Regions from separate parts of the Pan troglodytes genome. Here region 2 is linked to region 1. The links are chromatin contacts, called in public Hi-C maps. All regions are on one chromosome and are shown on one strand. Each heading gives the region's core, a stretch centred on a gene start, on an enhancer-like site or on the middle of the called end of the contact. The rest is flanking DNA. Distances are from core to core; before and after follow the strand shown.

Region 1 (3,290 bases), core at 217-2,716:
TTACAAAAGATACATACCATATGATTCCATTCGTATAAAATGTCCTGAATAGGTTAATCTATTGAGAAAGAAAGATTTGTGATTGCCTAGGACTGGGAGGGTTGTGAGGAGTGAAGAGGACGAGGGATGCAAAATGACTATTAATGAGTGTTTCTTTTCTTAATGTGATGAGACTACTCTAAAATTGTGGTGATGGTTGGGTTGCACAATTCTGTGAATAAAAGCCATTTGAACTGTACACTTTAAATAAGGGAACTGCATAGTAGGTGAGTTGTATCTCAATAAAGCTGTTAAAAAAAAATCAGGAGTTGGGGATATGGGGCTGAGGCAGGAGGATCACTTGAGACTGGGAGGTGCAATGAGCCACCGCACTCCAGCCTGCACGACAGAGCCAGAGAGACCCTGTCTCAAAAAAAAAAAAAAAAAAAAATCAAATGACCCTTTACCAGTATCAAAGTGCCTCATCAGCCAGGTACCACCTTTTCAATGGATGGGGAGACTGAAGTGTAGAGGAATTAAGTATCCGACTTGGGGGTTGGGGGAAGTGGCTCACGCCTGTAATCCCAACACTTTGGGAGGCCGAGGTGGGAGGATCGCTTGAGCCCAGGAGACCAGCCTGGCCAATATGCCGAAACTCTGTCTCTATAAAAAATACAAAAAATTAGCCTGGCGTGTTGGCAGGCGCCTGTAATTCCAGCTGCTACGGAGGCTGAGGCAGGAGAATCACTTGAACCCGGGAGGCAGACGTTGCAGTGAGCCGAGATCGCGCGGTTGCACTCCAGTCTGAGCGACAAAGCAAGACTCCGTCTCAAAAAAAAAAAGAAAGAAAGTATCCGACTTGGTCTTGGGCTCTTCTCACTATAATCCAACTATATTCTCTTACGAAATGGCAGAATTAATCTTCCCTCCTTGTGACACCCCTGTAGTTATACATGCCTCTGGCACTTACAATCATTTTTTCTAATTGTGTTTAACGGTTCTAGCACATTACGTTGTAACTTTAGAATAGAGATTGTGTCTGATTCCTGTGTATTAAGATCTGACCTTTTTTATTTTTATTTATTTATTTTTTAGACAGAGTCTCGCTCTGTCGCCCAGGCTGGAGTGCAGCGGTCCGATCTCGGCTCACTGCAACCTCCGCCTCCCGGGTTCAAGCGATTCTCCTGCGTCAGCCTCCCGAGTGGCTGGGATTACAGGCGTGCATCACCACTCCCGGCTAATTTTTTTGTATTTTTAGTAGAGACTGGGTTTCACCATGTTGGCCAGGGTGGTCTCGAACTCCTGACCATGTGATCCGCCTGCCTCGGCCTCTCAAAGTGCTGGGATTACAGGCGTGAGCCACCGCGCCCGGCCGATCTGACCTTTTTTTTTTTTTTTTTTTTGAGACGGAATCTCGCTCTATCGCCCAGGCTGGAGTGCAGTGGCGCGATCTCGGCTCACTGCAAGCTCCGCCTCCTGGGTTCACGCCATTCTCCTGCCTCAGCCTCCCAAGTAGCTGGGACTACAGGCGCCCGCCACCGCGCCTGGCTAATTTTTTTGTATTTTTAGTAGAGATGGAGTTTCACTGGGTTAGCCAGAATGGTTTCGATCTCCTGACCTCGTGATCCACCCGTCTCGGCCTCCCAAAGTGGAAGGATTACAGCGTGAGCCAGCGCGCCCAGCCCGATCTGACCTTTTTTAAATGAAGACGTATTCAGGAAGGAAATATCTACAAGTAAGACAAAATTAAGTAAGAACCCAATGTACGAACATTCACTTCTCTAACAAAGGAAAGACACAAAACAAGAAACTAATAAGGCGGAGAAAGGAATTGAGATTGGGGGAAACAGCATCTCCCTCCTCCCTGCACTCTCGGCAGGTTCCCTGGAAAGTTCTAGAAGGGATTCAGAAGTGGCTGGTGACATCACTGTGGCTCCGTGGCGCCCACTACAGCGGCCAAACAACACGCTAGCTTTCCCGCCTCATAGAGGCTCGTGAATGGGGGTGGGGCCCTGCGAGGGGCGGGGTCACGTCACTTCCTGTGCGGGACGCGCTGCGGCTGGAGAGGAAAGGCAGAGCGAGGAGGGGCGAGGCCAAGAAAGCGCGCGTTTCTGGGAGGGGAGGAGCCTGGCTAAGGAGCGCCGCGTCACATCCGGTAGAGTTAGAGCCCGTGCGGAGGCGGTGCGGAGCGTTTCGGCTCTGAGCGGCTGGGCGACCGGCGCGTCGTGCGGGGCTGCGGCGGAGCCTCCTTAAGGAAGGTGCAAGAGGTTGGCAGCTTCGATTGAAGCACATCGACCGGCGACAGCAGCCAGGAGTCATGAGCGACAGCGGCGAGCAGAACTACGGCGAGCGGGTACGTAGAGCTGCGGTAGGGGGTGGCTGTGTGGTCCTAGCTCCTTGCATCTTTTTCTAGGCCCGTCGGCCTCGGGCCAGGAGGCAGGGGCGTTTTAGGCTCCGAAGTCTGAAGCCGGGAGGGCAGGCAAGGGAGACAGCATTTAACCAAAAAAAGCCCTTGTGGATAGTGCCTTAGGTCGTGAAGGAGGGAGGCCACCGGCGGGTTTATGTGGCTGCTGCCCGAGACGGCCGTTTTTCCCGTTATAAGAGGGGGAAGATGAAAATGGCCGCTGCGTCCCCGCGGTGTTGGGGGAGGGGAGCGATATCTTATTTCGGCGTTGCTCTCCTGCGAAGGTCCGCCGCAGCCATCTTGGGCTGGCGGGCTGGGCGAGCTGCCAGAGGCACAAAATGGCGGAGAAGCCGCGCGGCAACGCGGACCCGACCCGCAGCGGGCCGCGCTTCGTAAGGCCGCGTGGTGGGGTGCAAGGGGACGGACGACGTTCTTTTGGGTCTTTGGGCCGGTGTTTAGGTTAACGAAGGACCGTCTTTGCCTCCACGGAAAGGACGGAGTCTGGGATGTCTTTGGGGCCTCTTAAGATGGAAACTAATCCAAGGCCGACTAAGTTCTGGGCCCGTTAGGTGGAGGGGATTGCGTGAGGGCTTTGTGTTTGGCCTAAATGAAGCGCTTTTCTCTGATGCTGAAAGGGCTTCCCAGGCAAAAATCTGTATCAGTATTCTATTAGGACAGACCACAAAGTCGCTAAGATGATTTTGTGGACATCGCATTTCCACGGGATTGTGAAGGAGAAATTGGCGGGCAACCATTTACGGCGCCGTTATTTCCTTTGTTTTGAGGCGTTCTAATACTTAGAACCACAGCGTGTGTTGGCTACAGTTTTCTTTCCCTTAAGTTTCCACCTCTTAAAGGTGTTCAGTGAGGGTTGATTGAATTGCGGGAACAAGACAGTTCTAGGGTT
Region 2 (3,688 bases), core at 1,182-3,681, 180 kb before region 1:
CATGAACAAGTCATATATAAAGTGCTGAGTAAACTTCAGATACTGAAGTTACACAGCAGACTGTGGGCTCCTCCAACGCAAAGACTGGGTCTTATTCATCTCTGCAACTTTTTTGCCTAGCACGAAGTCTGGCTGAATATTTGGTACAAAATACATGTTTACTGGATAACTAAATAATTGCAATAATTAATTGGCAATTATTCTGGTGTAATCCCCTGCACATGATCACATGTTCAAGACAAGCATTTTTGAAAAAAATCTATCGCCCAATCCTCCCCTGCCCCCACCTGAGCCACTATTTGTTACTACTCAACCCAGAACTATCCTACTTCTCTTTTCAAAGTGGAATGGAGAGACTTGGCTCGAGGCAAAGGTCACAACAGCCAAACTCCAGGCATCAGGTCCAACCCTGTGAGGAAGTTGCTGTGAAGCGTGCGGCACTGTTTTGCTGTAGCCAAAGTTATAAAGTGTGATTGATGTGTTACGGTTTAGATGGTGAGGATATGTGGCTCTGTGGGCTGTAAGCCTTCCGGAGGGCTGGGGCCTGAGAGACTTAAGGGAAGAGGAGTAAGAAAGCTCCTTTGGAAAAATGAGTTTAGAGAGCAGGATGTCATGGGATGGGATGGGGAGGAGCGGGAGTGGGGGTAGACAAAATTGGGGAGGAGGAGGATCTGGGAGCTTACCTGGGCCCTTCATCTAGCTAGGGAGATAGAGCTCTCAGGAATGTCAGCAATAAGCTCAGAGCACAACTGTACTAGTGTAAGATCTCCAGCCACCAAACAGAAACGGTACCACCTGGAAAAAGAAAAAGGGCACTAAGGGAAAACTGGAGTCGGAAGCAAAATGTTCTACCAGGAAACTAGATCTCAAGGAACTGCTTGTTATATGTTCAAAGCACTTTCCATCCATCAACTCATGCCCATTTCAGTCTTCCAAAGTCAACAGCTCCAGCGTGCCTGGTCAGTGCTGAGCCCAGGACTCAACACGGGTGCTGCAGGTTGCTTAGGGACACGCCAACATTTCAAGGGCTATAAACGACAGACCAAGTGTCCGCTCTGTTTAAGAGACACAAGTGGAGATAGGAAAGAAGGTAGGCAACTTTTGACTTAAGTGTGGGGGTGGCAGGGGCAGGAACTGCCCCAGAGTTGGCCACCCTGGGACCCCCATTGCTAGGGGCTTTCTCCTGTCACTTAGCATCTTTCCTCCCCACCGCTGGCACGCGGCGTGAATGGCAGGGCACTCCAGCAGGACGAGAACAGAGCTCCGTCACAGGCCCCCAGCACCCCCGGGGAGAAGATAGAGCTGCCCCACGGCCTTCACAGGAGGGGGTAAGGGGGCGGAGAGGGGAGAGGATTGTTTGTTTATTTGTTTCCTGGAACACCCTGTTAAGAATCTCAGCAATTGCAGTTAGTGCCCTATCGTTTGGCAAGCAGAGCCGCTTCTCGTCGTTCCCAGCTGCACGGGATCTAATTCGCAAATACACCATCTTGCATTCAATACTTAAATGGAAAACAAGCAGCCCGGGGAGGGAGGCAAAAAGTCTGAGTCTGCATGCCCGTTTCGGAGGGATTTAGGTTTCCAGGTCGGTGGACTGGCTGCTGCTGTCCCCGGAGAGGATTTCTTTGAGCCCGAACCCGGTCTCACCTCGACTACGGAACCCACTCTGGCGGAGGTTACGAGCCGCAGTTAAAGAGAAAACGGGATTTGGTTGGGCCTTAGGCCTTGCCAGTACAAAATAGTAACTAAAATCTGTTTGAGAGCTGAGATTTTAAAAGCAGATGCTGCTTATTCTTCCCACTGGAAACCTGGTTAAAAGAAATTAAGGCCTCTCTTAAAGGTAACTAAGATTAGAGGGCTCGGTTTCCGTTTTCTGTGTTTCTGTGGGCTAAACGCCCAGGTCGGTCAGCGAGTTTGTGTGGAATGATGAATTCCTCTCCCCTGAATTCTAAAATGATAACTTTGCTTGGTGCTGCAGCTGCGAACGTCTGGCGCCAAGAGACCCAATTCTGGTCGGGGCTTTGCTGGATGGAGAAGTGGGGGTGAGTGGGTAAGGGGGAAGAGTCGTGCCTCGGTGAAAAGTCGGGACAGCGGCGAGAAGGGAAGTAACGGCGGCTCCTCCTGGCCTCGGCCCCTTTAAGTACTTCACTGACTCAGCTAAGCTTCCCCCTCAGGTCGCGTTTTTTATGAATGAAAAACGTCCTTACATTCATTATATAAACAAGCCTGTGCTGATTGGCCAATGGCCCCCGGTGCATAAATTATGTAAAACAGACCCCTGAGGGGGTGGAGAGAGATGCACTGCTGGCCAATGGGGGCCGGAGTTGATGGGGCGGCTTGGTTGGATTTGCCCGCAGACAGGGTAAACAAGAGGTGATGGACAGCCGCGGGAACGGCCTCTGGCCAATGGGAACAAGGCTGGGCTAGGGCCGCGGGCCAATGGCGGCGGGCGGAGCAGCGAGCCGCGGGGGGCCGGGCCAGCGCTCCAGCCTGGTTGGCAGCTGCGGCGCAGAGTCCAGCCGCTGGTGCGCGGAGCGGTTCACCGTCTTCGGAGCGGTTCGGCCCAGCCTTTCGCCCAGGCGCCCAGGCCCGGTGCGCGCGTGCGTGAGCGCGCCTGCGCCGCCGGGGCCGCTGCAAGGGGAGGAGAGCGGCCGCCTCAGGTGAGGGGGCTTTGCGGGGGCAGGGGGGAGATCGGAAGGGGCGTCCGGCCACTGGTCCGACAGGCCCAGCCGGCTAGAGTTCACGGGCTGATTCAGAATCTTCAAAGTCGGGGTGCAGTAGCTGGGGTGACCCCCCCCGGGTTGACCGCCCCCTCCCCCCGCGGCCCGGTCCGGTTTGGTTCCTGGGAGGCGTCGGGCGGGTGCGGCTAACGGTTCCGGAGCGCGGGGAGAGCGGCTTTCCACACGTCGTGGGGGAGGCGCGCCGAGCGCGAGTGCGGGGGCTCCCGAGTGGATGGGGGATCGCGGAGTTGCGAGGCTTTCAGTCTCTGGAGATTCGAGAGCCCCGAGGGGACTTGGAGGCTCGCGAGAAGAGACGCTTGGCGGAGCTCCGCAGTTGGGAGGAGGGGGCGGGAAGCAGTTTGAGGGGAATGTCTGAGAGGCGCTGCCCCCCAGAGCACTGGGAGGGGGTAAATGACACAGGCAAGTGCAGCCTGCGGGGGCGGGGGTCGACCAGGAACTTACGCAGGCCTTGCAAGTTTCAGGTGGTGGAAAGTGGACATCCAGTCGCCCTGCTCCCACCCAGCAGGCTGAGGGCGTCGGGCTGTGCGGCGACTCGAGAAAATCGGGGCGCACCGGAACAGCGGCCTGGGGATGGTGGGGATAACACGGGTGTGGAGGGGACAGCACCGAAAGATGCTGGAGCCTCGCAGCGGATTAGGGTTCCGGCCGCATTTTCAGAGGGTGGAGAAAACTCGGGGGGGGAACCGAACTCCTGGTCGAGGAGGGGGTGCCAGGGAGAGATGTTGGGGGTGGGGGGATTGGAAGCGGTTGGTAGCGCCGGGCGCCGCACCTCGTTTTTATGAATGTGGGTGACTTTATGAATGAAGCGGGTTTCTTTCGTTGGCTCGCTGCTCCCTGCGGCTTTTTTTTTTTTTCTTCCCTTTTTGTGAATGAAGCATTGAGCTTTCTTCCTAAAACGCTGGGGTGAGGGGCCTGCGTCGGAGGCTGGGCGTGCGTTGGAAATGGGGGCG

The links. Hi-C and Micro-C count contacts between places; a contact is called where the count stands out from the background.
Region 2: a Hi-C map of stem cell-derived neural progenitor cells shows a contact between it and region 1, with 5 times the contacts expected there. The contact joins the promoter of ETV5 here to the promoter of TRA2B in region 1. A contact is called at or near these places in 1 of 7 Hi-C or Micro-C datasets (stem cell-derived neural progenitor cells) and 1 of 1 datasets of contacts at active chromatin or transcription factors (stem cell-derived excitatory neurons).

Annotation. Positions count from the first base shown.
Region 1 is chr2:189,114,974-189,118,263 of NHGRI_mPanTro3-v2.0_pri, reverse strand. It overlaps TRA2B (transformer 2 beta homolog), which reads left to right and starts at 1,466. Exons shown (of 9, transcript XM_530672.8): 1 at 1,466-2,332. The coding sequence starts at 2,297.
Region 2 is chr2:189,290,552-189,294,239 of NHGRI_mPanTro3-v2.0_pri, reverse strand. ETV5 (ETS variant transcription factor 5) reads left to right here and starts at 2,431. Exons shown (of 13, transcript XM_001152492.7): 1 at 2,431-2,657.